Linked DNA regions of Gossypium hirsutum: region 2 is linked to region 1. The links are chromatin contacts, called in public Hi-C maps. All regions are on one chromosome and are shown on one strand. The core of a region is the stretch at or near the end of the contact, and the rest is flanking DNA. Distances in the headings are between cores, read along the strand shown. Region 1 holds the start of LOC107922137 (YTH domain-containing protein ECT1). Region 2 overlaps LOC107921293 (a long non-coding RNA gene).

Region 1 (6,177 bases), core at 2,156-4,655:
CTAGCACCTGACTTTTTTCTTCTCAACAAGTCAAAGCAGAGTCAGATGCTACCAAATACTGATAACTACAAGAATGGCAGAAAACTGAAATTGACGGCAGTTTACTGAAAAAACTCAATGGAGAACTTAAGGCTTCGTGTCTATATAATTACACAATATGATTAAGCATGAAACAATTTATTGCAAGAAAATATTAGAGAATGCAAAATCAACAGAGTTGTGTAGTAATGCTAGATGGTGAAAGAGAGAGAGAGGGAGGAGAGAAGATAGTGATATTGTTGGCTAGACTAAGATAGTTTAAGGTGGGGAGTGGTGCCTGTTTTGGTGAGAATAGAGTACTTGTGCCTTCAAAATTGCTTTGACCTTAAACATTTTTCTAGTTAAAATTGCTGGACAGGAGTTGAGCTTAGATTTGTGTTCCTTCCTTGATCACGTTAAAAGTTGGTATTTATACCAGCCAATTGCATTATTAATACAAGAACCACTTTCTATGGCAGGTGCCAATTAAGCCAACTTAAGAGTTGAATTAATCATACCAAGACTAAAGTTCAATGACCTCTTTAACACCTCCACTCCACCCCTAAAGAGAGAGAGAGAGGGGAGAAGCTCTATAACCATTCTTAGCTGCATGCCCGACTCCAATCATGATATAGCTTTTCCTTTTGCCAAAAATACTTGCTAGGAAATATGGAATTTATGTTTCCAAATTTTCAATGGCCATCTAAAATCTGAAAAATAAAAGAAAATAAAAAAGCTAGCTTCCCATCTACCTAAAATATGTGATAGGAAAAGAACTAACCATTGCAGGACCGTTTGAAGAAAACTCTAGTGAACCAACCCGTTTTGGAGAAGCTGGTGCATATGAGAGATGAAACAGAGAACTCTTCCCACTAAAAGGCTTTGACCAGTCTGAGCAGAATCCACCAACCGCAAAACCATCAGACCCTTGGTATGAAGAGCAAAGACTGCTGGAGCTTCCAAAGAAGTTTCTTCCTCCATCAAATGATCCTAACTGAGGAAGGTAATTGGTTCTCAGCCCAAATCTTTTTCCAACCACTTGTTGCTCAATATTTACAGGACACTCTAAATGAGAAAACTGGGCCTTTGAAGTAACATGTGGAATATTTCGGGGAACTGATGGATGGTGATAAGATGAATCTATGGTGATGAAATGCCTTGCATTGGACAGCCCGATAGGATCCCCAACAGGAGGCAGATAAGATGAAACCGGAGCATAAGCTCTTTGTTGCATTTGTGGACTATGCCCAAAACCATGAAACCCAAGAGATGCAGTTTCATTGTAGATGTCCTGGGTAAGGTAAACAAAAGTAACGCCTTTGTAAGACATATTCATAGAAGGAAAGAAAATAACAAATAGTAATAATAGTAAATGAAACAAATAGTAATTATCGTAAATGATTGGAAAAGATAGTAGGTTTACACACATGAAAACCATTGTCCAAACCCTCAGCATTAACATATGGAAGCAATGAACCCTGTTTATGAGCTGCATTCCAAAAGCATAGAGAAAACTTCATGAGTAATGAGCAAAGTAAGAAAGAGCATTATGTGCCATACAAAAAGCTTATTCTGCCAGCCACAACCGTGCTAACTAGCTGCCTAAGCAACCGTAGCCCATAAAATTGCATGTCATACCTCACATCCAATTTAGAATCACCTTCAGTGGAATCTAAAAAAGGAAAAAAAATTATTGTTTCTTAAAAACAAAGCCATTTTATTCTACATACTAACAGGAAAAACATCAACCTCAAACATTAAAAATGATATGCAACTATTAACATAAGTCCAATATAGGCTTGGAGATAATTTGATAAAACTTCTATTCAATCATAAGCCAACATGGAAAAATTCTGTAAATCAAAGATCAGTTATTGATACTACAAAGGAACCACAATGTAATCATACAAAGAAGTTCTTCTGCCGTAAGGTTTGTAGATTCTATCTTCAAATACCACCGCTATGTTCACCACATCGAATAGATTAGAAGTCAAATATTGAATCTTTTTAATTCCACTTTGACCAGAAAGTGGAAAAAAATATTTACGAGATGAATTGCTTACCGCAAAATAAGTTACCCTTCCAATCAGCACAAGAATGAATATCAATTCCCTAAGAAATATCCAAGTTGTAAACCTTATACTGATACACCGTTAATCCTAGGTTTCTACATATATTTTAACATACATGAAATCAGAAACTAGGTTAACAGAAACAAGACAAAGTTTCATATGACAAATGCAGAGGAACTAACCTTCTTGATGGAACTGTGCCTCAGGAGAATAGGCATTGGGCAAATAGGTTGTCTTGGACTCAACAACAGATGGCATGAATCCCGACTGATGGGATGAACCATCCCTCAAGGAACCAACAGTTACCAAATCCTGTGCAAATAAATGAACAAATAACAACATCCTAAGTAATGATCAATTACAGAGCGCAGCGGTTTAAAACAATGGCTATATCAATCTAATCAAGGCAACCAACAAAATGAAGCAATGCAAGCAACAATATACCTTATTAGTCAAAGCGTTCGGGTTAGCAAGGATGTTGCTATCCAGAACCATAACGTTGAAAACCTCTGCCGAGTCTAGAATTCGAAAACCATTGTCAAAATCTTCGATTAAGCAACAAATATTGAACAATAATGTGCAGCATGTAAGTAAACAAGTACGTCAAACATTGAAAACATAAACACATAAGAATAGATCATAACTGTCGAACAAACATGGTTAGGCGATGATACTATTTGTTGCCAAACATTAATTATGTCCACGATCATCTCCAATAATATCCTTTAAACAAATAAAAGAAACCAGCAGAACAATCTCGCAGTAGATTCCACATTTCTCATTCGATGCTTCCATAAAATCAAACAAGAACACATCAAAAAAAACCAAAGAGCTATATTGAAAATTTACAGCCTAAAAAAGAAGACATAAATCATATATCATATTTCAATTTTTGTTTGTTGGTTTACGGAGATTATGATTCAACGGCGACGTACCAGTAGAGGTCAATCGATCAGAAGTTTGGTGAGCCATTAGCATAAATTATAGACGAACAAAATGTAAGTTTTAATAATAATAATAATAATAATAATAACGAATTGAAAGATAAGTTTTGGTTTGATGAAATATTTTGGGTTGGAGATCGAGATTCGAGAGAGCAGGGGCTCTGGAAAGGAAGCTTATTTGGGGGGGGTGTTAATTTGGTGAAGAGTTGTTGTGTTAAGAAGCAGAGAGAAGCGGGGGCATTGGGAGTGATGAAGGAGAGGGGAAGGGAAGGGGAAGGGAAGGAAATATCTGCGGGTACCGAAGAGTTGGCAAAACACCACTCGTCCACCTGCTCCCCCCTACCATAGCAGTTTTTCGCTTATGTCACTTTACGTTACTCCAATTTTTTCCCTTCATATTCCTTTTTTCTATTTACTCAAATAATATAATTGTAATACCCAATTTTACCAAGGGCTCATTAAAACAATAAAAACCAAAAAAATAATAATAAAGTTCAATAGTCCAATATAAATTACAAACTCAGAATACAGTGCCCGAATTACAAACTGGCCTATATGGCCCAAACTCAAAATAAATAGAGGCCCAAAATTAACCCCAGGCCCAAAGCAATTTCAGAAACCTTAGAGTTCTAGGGTAAACTTCGCCCGCCGCAACCATGCCCCCGAATCTCCACGCGATCTTCATACCTGCACATCAAGAAGGGAAATAGCAGTATATGGAAAGAAAAAAGATTGCGAATCAAAGAAAATGGATTAGATTTATTTATGATATTGTAATTTTGGCTAAAAAAAAGCCATTGTAACACTGCACCAGGGGGATTTTTCAGAAATAAAATAAAAAAAGCTATTACTTTCGCAACAAAAAGAGCAAAGAATCGATCAAAGGTTGTTACTTACAGTTTTTATTTATTTTCTACTGTTATATTTATTTTTTTATCATTTATATACATACGAATAAAATAAATAAGAGAAAAGGGAGAAATAACCTGTGTTTTGAGCCCAAATCGCCGTGAACGGCCGAGGAAGTCGTCTCCGAGGAAAGACGATCGGAAACTGAAAGGTTTTTTGGGCTTTTGAGGGTTTTACGCTTACCTTTTGGAGATTTTTAACCCAGATTTGGGCTTAGAGGAGCCTAAGGAATCGAATAGGGGATTTTCCCCTTTTTCGGCCACCGTAGACGGCGGTGCCGGCGCCGAAGATAGGCGGCCGACGCGATGGCCGGTGACCGACCGATGACCGGGCCTTAGGCCGGTGCCCGAAGGAAAGGGGAAAGGTTGAGAGCTTTTTTAGTTTTTTTTAAAAACAGAAAGGGAAAAATGAAATTTTTAGGTTTTTTTTACTTAAATAGTCTCGTGAAACGATGCCGTTTCACCAGGCCTCCCCAAATGCCAAAACGACGTCGTTTTGGGGGGTCGACCCGACCCGGCCTAGGATCCGTGTGTTTTTGAGCGGAGGGGTAAATTGCGCTTTTAGCCCCTACGCCTTTTTGATATTTTACAATTAAGTTTTTTTTATTTTTTTAATTCGTCCTTTAATTTATTTTCAATTTCAATTTGGCCCTACTGGAACGACATCGTTTTAGAGGAGAAGGGAAAACTTGCCTTCCAGCCCCTCTATGTAATTCGCGTGTTCGATTTAGTCCTTTTGGCTCTATTTATTTGCGAATTTACCCCAAAATTTTGAATTCCAGTTCAATTTAGTTTTTTTTATTTATTATTATTAATTATTTCTAGTAATGTAATTATTATTTTTTCATTTATTTATTTTTTCCTTTTTTTCCTAACAAATATTCTTTTATATAAAAACATGTGTATATCTATGTTTTTTTGTATTTCCGAAAATGCTTAAATACCTATTTATTTTAACATGTATTTTATAATTTATATGTATATACATATTTTCCTACTTTTCTCTATTTTCACAAATGCATTATGTATTTTGTTTATATAAATCTTTTATAATCTAATTTTTATATATAAATTCATGTGTATTTTTCATAGTTTAATGTGTATATCATGTGCCTTTTATTTTTTTTGCTATTTATTTGTGTTTTCATTTATATTATTTTGCTCGTTTATGTGATACTTTGCATGTCATTGTTTATTTTTTTATGTATATTAGTTTTATTTATTTATTTGTATGCATTATTTCTATGCCATTGTAATATTTATTATTGCATTGTATATTTAATGTAGCATCACATCATTTTTTTTTAACTCGATTTCAAACTTTTCAAAATTGAAATAATGCTTGTATTTAGGATTTTCAAGGAAATTTAGCCCTAACGTATTGGGTTCCGATTTTATTCGTTAAATCTAACAATCTAGCATTTCTCTTTAATCAAAAAATAAGAACTCATTACTGGGAATTCAACACGTTGTGTCCTAACGTATTGGATGTGACGCATTGATTTCTCGAAATGAAGACTTTTTCTAAAAAATGATAAAGGAAATATTCCAAGTTTGGGATTTTGGAGGAATTGTGCCCTAACGTATTGGGTCGCGATTTCTTAAATCTTGAATAAATGGATATTCTTTTAAATTTTTATTACACGAGTATTCTGGCCTAATTCATTTTTGAGCAAATTAGAATGTCGTGCCCTAACGCATTGGGTGTGACATTTTCTTTCTCTGAAATGATAAGGGTCTTAATACGTAACTTTTTTTAAGTTTTTGCTAAGGATTATATATTTTCAAATTTTCGACATTAAGACATTAATTAATTAACTAGGTACCAATTTTTGGGCGTTATGAGGGTGCTAATCCTTCCTCATATGTAACTGACTCTCGGACTCATTTTTTATAAAATTCGTAGACCAAAGTCGTTTTTAGGTGACCCAATCACACCTTAATAAAAGATTGGTGGCGACTCCAAATTTTTATCGACAACCAATTTTTGTTTTTTTTCCAAAAATAAAAAAATAGTTTCGACAGCTTGGCGAGTCCACTGAGGATATTTTTAGAAAAAAATAATAAGAGAGTCGAGCCACAAAGTTGATTAATTTTTGTCTTATAGTCGAAAAAATAAAATTCGTTTTACAAATCCTCTTGCATTCATGCTTAATTGATTTAAGTACTTTAAATTATTTTGCATTGTACATTACATGTACTGGATAATTTTACCCTCTAAGTTGGAGTGAGAAA
Region 2 (6,249 bases), core at 668-3,167, 250 kb before region 1:
CTGGGTGTATCACTTATAGAAGTCTTATCAAGGCATGCAACCGATGAAATATACTTGGGGCAAAGAGATACGGCAGAATGGACCACCGAAGATGAACCCTTAGCCGCATTTGAAAGATTCGGGAAGAAACTAGTGGAAATTGAGAGTAGGATTATGGAAAGAAACAATGATAGTAAATTGAAGAACAGAGTTGGACCGGTGAAGGTGTCGTATACATTATTGTATCCTAATACATCGGATTATAGCAGAGATGGTGGGCTTACAGGGAAGGGAATCCCCAATAGTATCTCGATATAAAGCTCTTTAGCTTTCCATGGCAGGAAAGTATCGATTTATGGGTATATAATAGGTTTGGGTTTTAGAAGAATCCTTGAATGGTGTGATTTACAGGAAGAGAGAAAGAGGGGAGAAAAAATAAAATGGACACAAAATGAAAAAAAATAAATAAATAGATTACGTGATATATAACATCATTTGCTTACGTAGCATATCACATAGGCTACTATGTTGACCTACAGTTTAATTAACAGTCAATTCATATTGACCGTTAAAAGTGGACTGATTTTTGAAAAAATCGTAATGTTAAGAGTATCAATCAAAAAATAAAAAGGTTAAGGGCATAAACCAAAACTCCCAAACGTTGAGGGTTTTTTTAGAATTATTCCATTTTTATACACTACATAGATGATTCATTTGCATTCACCTAGTTTAAATGTTTTTTTAATGTTTACTTCAATAATTACGTGGTTTGCTTGGAATTTTTTTTTTGGCTTGATAATGTTTCTTATTTGAAAATAATTGGTAAAAAAATCTATTCAATCCCTCCCAATTTTAAAATTGAATAAATTGGCCCATCGAAAAATTCAAAGCAATTTAATCATTATCAATTTCGAAAGTGAGCAACTAAAGACAATTAATCCTGACGTTAATATTTTCCAACAATTGTTCACGATTTTGATTGGTATAATAATAAATTTAACCCACAATGTTTACACATTCTATCAATTTGGTCCTAATTAACAAATTTATCCTCCCACATTTGTGTAAATGTGTAAATATTGAGGCTAAGTTTTTTGAATTTTTTAGAATTAAGGCCAAAATGACAAAATATATAAACATTGATTCTAAATTTGTCATTATACCAATCAAAATCATATACAATTGATGGAAGACATTAACTCTGTGATTAATTGTCTTTATTTGCTCTAAATTTTTTTAAGAAAGACTAATTTGCTTAATTTCGAAATTGAAAAGGATTCAAAAGGTAATTAAAAAAAACTCTTGGTTTTAATCGGTTAACATGAGCTTCAAAGGAAAGAGAGAGATTTCTCCGGGTTTTCAATTCCATGACTTATTTTAGGGATTTGTTTAAGTAAAAACCATTTTAATTGCTATTGTTCGTTATTATGTCTTTTTTTTTTTTTAATTCCTTGAGGTTTTGTGAAGATTTGATATGTTTGTACTTGATTTTCTATGCTTCGATATTTATGTATTACTAAAAAGAGAACGCTTTTAGTGAACCTATTAAAATAATGTGCAGGTTAATTTGAATATGGACATTTATTTATCTAAATTTATTTTGAATATGAAATAATTTTTATATTTTTTTTATAAATTTATACATTTTAAAGATTTTTTTTATCTTTTTATTTATTTGTTATATGTTATAATTTTAAACTCCACGCGTTGTTGTGTTATTAGTTATTAATGTCACTTCATCACATTTCAATATTGTTATAGTAAAAGTGTAACGGATTTAATTAAAATTTTAAAAAGAAAATTAATAAGTGACTAGGTTAACGCAAATTAGAATCCCAATTTTGTTAATTAGGCCCATAATTTAGAAGACCAATTGGGTTGGTTTATGCTTGAAAGTCTAGCCCAGTAATGCTATATTTTTGTTTAGCCATTTTAGGAAGAGTATGGCCTCATTAGGTTCTAGAAACTGGACCATAGTAGCGCATAGCTCATATGCAGGCCTACAAGTCCTGATGGTATGCAAATAATAAATGAATTTTCATCTAATTAGATTAAAGTTAACTGTAAATATGCATCCAATAACTGTAACAGTAAAATTTATCCATTGAATGAGCCATTCTTTCAACCAAACTAATGAATCATGCATCGTTCATCGTTCATCACTGAATAAGGGAAATGGCTCATTCAATGGAATGGTCTACTCTTTTTCATTTTATAGTTGATATAAAAAAATAACTAATTCCTACAACATTGAATAGCAAATATATATATATTTTTAGATTCACCTTTAAAAATATTTTGTATAATTAAATAAATAATATAACATATCATATTAAATAAAAATTTAAATTATATTATATTAAATATAATTATATAAATAATAAAATATAATTTCATAATTTTAATAAAAAATATTTTATCACTTAAATATAGAGGTCGGGTTGAACTATGACTCGATTTAAAAAAAATCAAATCTGGGCTCATTTTTAGGTCGACCCAACCCAACATGTTTGCACGTTTCACTGTTCAAATACTAATAAAAAATAATTTTATTCCTTTATAATTAAACTTAAACTTTAAATTATTTTTATTATTTAGACTGAACTCAGGTCGAACTTAGCAATTTTAGAAACAAAGATCTTTTTTCAAGTCTGACCCAAGTCAAGTTAAGCCTACTACACTATGTGGGCCATTCGATTCATGGATAAATCTAGTTATATATATTTAAATATTTTACAATAAAATATATCATTTAGCATGAGCTGAGTTGCAATACCTTTGGATACCTTCAAACTAAACGATCATGACCTATCTTCGTCGAGACCTGCGTACACAAGAAACACATTTCCACGCTAGGCATTAAATGGTTAATGGTACTAGCACAATTTGAATTGAAAATAATAAAACATTTAAACAATCAAACATGCTAATAAATCACTTTGCTAAATTAATAAGTTAACATCACTTCTCAACACGTCATTTATAAATAATTACATCATGTTAAATCCCATGTTTCAAAAGATTATGTAGACAAAGCTCAACATCACGAAGAAAGAGTTGGAAAAACAGTTGTTTCAACTTAATGAAGAAGTTCTTACAGACGAGATTCTAGGGGATATTGTGGAGACAAAGCTGTAAATTAATATGCAGGTGGACAGAGAGGAGCTTTATTGGGAACAGAGAGCTCAAGCAAATTGGCTGAAAAATAGGGATAGGAATACCCATTTTTTCACCAATCAGCAACGGATCAGAGTAGGAAGAACAAGGTGGAAGAATTAGTGGATGGCGAGGGTAATAGTTATGCGAACAATGATGCTTTATTACAGTTGGCCACTGATTATTTTACTTCTTTATTTACAGCGAAAAGTGTTGGAGATCCAAGCTCAATTTTGGAAGGTGTTGAGCCATGTATTTCTTAACAGATGAACGAGGACCTTGAGAAGGAGTTTACATATGAAGAGGTGTGTTCAACTCTTAAAGCCAAGAGCCCGTTAAAAGCTTCTAGCGAAGATGGGATAGGGGCGATTTTCTACCAAAGGTTTTGGCATATTGTGGGTAAAGATGTAGCTAATTTCTGTATTGAGACGATGCAGGGGTTGATAATATGGCTGAAATTAACAATACAAGAATTGTTTTAATTCCCAAGGTCAGTTCTCCTCGGTGCATGACTCAACTTAGACCTATTAGTCTTTGTAATATTTTATATAAAATCATTTCAAAGATGTTGGTGAATAGGTTTCAAAAGATACTCCATGTATGTATTGATGAAGCACAGAGTGCTTTTGTACCGGGAAGACTCATTACGGATAATATCATAGCTGCATATGAAACTTTACATTCTATGAAGAGAAAACGTATTGGGAGGAAAGGGTTATTTGCGTTAAAACTAGATATGAGTAAAGCTTATGACCGGGTTGAATGGAATTTTGTGCATGTTATGCTTCGAAGGACAGGGTTTTCGGATAGGTGGATTGAGAAAGTTATGGGTTGTTTGACATTGGTCTCGTATTCTGTGGGTATGAATGGGAAGGCGTGTGAGTTATTTTTCCCGTCACGAGGCCTTCGCCAAGGGGACCCTATTAGTCCTTATTTATTCCTTATATGTGGTGAAGGATTGTCGACTCTTCTTAGAAGGGCTGTGTCAAGGGGAGTTCTAAATGGCTTTCGGGTTAGTAGGCAAGCCCCATAAATCACCCATTTGTTTTTTTGCAAATGATAGCCTTTTCTTTGGAGATGCGTCTATCAATGGAGCAATGGTGATCAAAGAAATTTTAGAGGCCTATGCTAAGTGTTCTGGTCAGGAAGTCAATCTTGACAAGTTAGGGTCATTTTTAAGTTCCAATGTTGACCAGTTTAACAGAGAGGAGGTTTGTAGGGTTCTGGGGGTTAATAGGAATCTAAACCTGGAGAATTACCTTGGTTTCCCATCAATGGTGGGGCGTAACAAACAGAGGGCTTTTAAGGAACTTAAAGAAAAGCTAATAAAAAGAGTCTCTAGTTGGAGCTCGAGATTACTTTCCGTAAGGGGAGGAAGGTCCTTATCAGAGCTGTACTCCAGGCTATTCCACTATATGCTATGAATTGTTTTCTGTTACCATCAGCAGTTTGTAGGGATTTAGAAGCGGTCATGGCTCGATTTTGGTGGCAAAAGAAAACAGGGAAAAAAGGGCTTCATTGGTGTTCATGGAAGAAGCTGTCGGTACCAAAAGAGGAGGGCGGGATGGGCTTCTGAGATTTGGCCAAATTCAATATCGCACTTCTTGCTAAACAGGGTTGGCATCTTATGGAAAATTTGAGTTCCTTACTTGCGCATTTGCTCAAAGCAAAGTACTATAGGGGATCAGATTTTATGGAAGCCTCTTTAGGAGCGAATCCATCATTTTTTTGGAGAAGTATCTGGTGTGCTAAAGGCCTGTTAGGGTCTGGTTTGAAGTGGAGAATTGGGTCTGGAACATCGGTGTCAATATGGAAAGATCATTCGTTGCCAAGAAAAGCTCAAAATTCTATTTCTACTGATAGGGTGGCTGGTTTGGATTGGGTGGCTGAGTTAATTCTAAAGGAACCTAATCGTTGGAATAGAGATCTTATTTACTCAACTTTTTCGGTGGAAGAAGCTGACCAGATTATGAGTCTACCTATTCCCACTACTGATCAATCAGATAAAGTAGTTTGGTTTAGCGAAACTTCGGGTATCTATTCTGTAAAGAGTGGATATAAAATGTTATTGGACAACTCTAATGTGAGCATCAACGAGCAAAAAATGTTCAAGCAAATATGGTGTTTAGAGTGTCCTTCAAAAATTCACATCTTAATCTAGAAATTTGTCCAAAATTATGTGCCTACTTTTCAAAACTTACATTATAGGAGATTGTCTGCTGATAACTGTTGTCTGCGTTGTGGTTAGGGGTGTGAATCTTCTACTCATGCTGTTCGGGATTGCTTGTTTGCTGCACAAGTTTGGTCCAAGTTAGACGTCTAGTGGCCGAGTTCAATGGTAAATTTTAATGAGTGGTTGAGTTGGCTGTTGGAGAATTCTGATAAGAATAGGAAAAGGGTAATTATTGTTACTATCTGGGCGATTTGGTTCTCTCGAAATAAATTTGTACATGAAAGAAAGGTGCAAAGTTTGGAGGAAATTGTTACCTTCATTAGGAGTTTTGGGTTGGAATATCATAGTAGTGCTGAGAATTTGAAGTATCCACAACCAAGATCCATGGTAAAATGGTCGCCACCTCCGCAAGGGTGATTAAAAATTAACGTTGATGTGGGATTGTCGATTGCCAAAAAACGAGCAGTGTCAGGCTTTATTATTAAAAATGATGAGGGATTTATAATGGGGTCGGGATTTCAAGGACATAATTTGGTTCATTCGGTGGTGATTGCTGAAGCGCTTGCTGTCCTTCATGGGCTCCAATTTGCTCTGGATTTGGGTTTTTCAAATGTTATTCTTGAGAGTGATTTGAGATTGGTGGTAAATAATATTCAAGAATCAAGCGAGGATTACTCGGAGTTTAGACCATTTACCTGGGACGCGAAGAACCTGGCAAGGAAGTTCCAATGTTGTCGATTCCAGTTCATTACAAGAGAAGGGAATGGAGCAGCGCATGTAATGGCTGTTTAGGGTATGCGAGCAGAAGGGGATTCGTTCTGGGTGGAAGATGCGCCTTTGAAAGCTATGAAAGTGGCCGATTCTGATTGTCGAAGTGGGCGACCTCCATAACCCATTTTCTATTTCAGCGATGGAGTTAAGAAATACTGATATAAGGTGGC

What was found. A called contact is a pair of places that touch in the nucleus more often than the background predicts.
Region 2: a contact with region 1 is called in a Hi-C map of leaf, with 3 times the contacts expected there. The contact joins the enhancer-like site here to the promoter of LOC107922137 in region 1. A contact is called at or near these places in 4 of 34 Hi-C or Micro-C datasets (callus and leaf).

What each region holds. Positions count from the first base shown.
Region 1 is chrD01:49,520,144-49,526,320 of Gossypium_hirsutum_v2.1, reverse strand. LOC107922137 (YTH domain-containing protein ECT1) reads right to left here and starts at 3,405. Exons shown (of 8, transcript XM_016851997.2): 1 at 3,026-3,405; 2 at 2,535-2,608; 3 at 2,273-2,402; 4 at 1,446-1,507; 5 at 800-1,309. The coding sequence starts at 3,068.
Region 2 is chrD01:49,764,884-49,771,132 of Gossypium_hirsutum_v2.1, reverse strand. LOC107921293 (a long non-coding RNA gene) reads right to left here. Exons shown (of 4, transcript XR_001691007.2): 1 at 6,004-6,249; 2 at 5,623-5,899; 3 at 5,337-5,513; 4 at 1,148-2,803. It also overlaps the pseudogene LOC107921328. Among protein-coding and RNA genes, the nearest start is that of LOC107921293, 3.3 kb to the right of the region's middle. Within about 2 kb of position 1,917, at least 3 of the 9 cell types and tissues checked have an H3K27ac peak or open chromatin away from gene starts, as enhancers often do. A contact at or near this core is called in leaf, where this site is marked.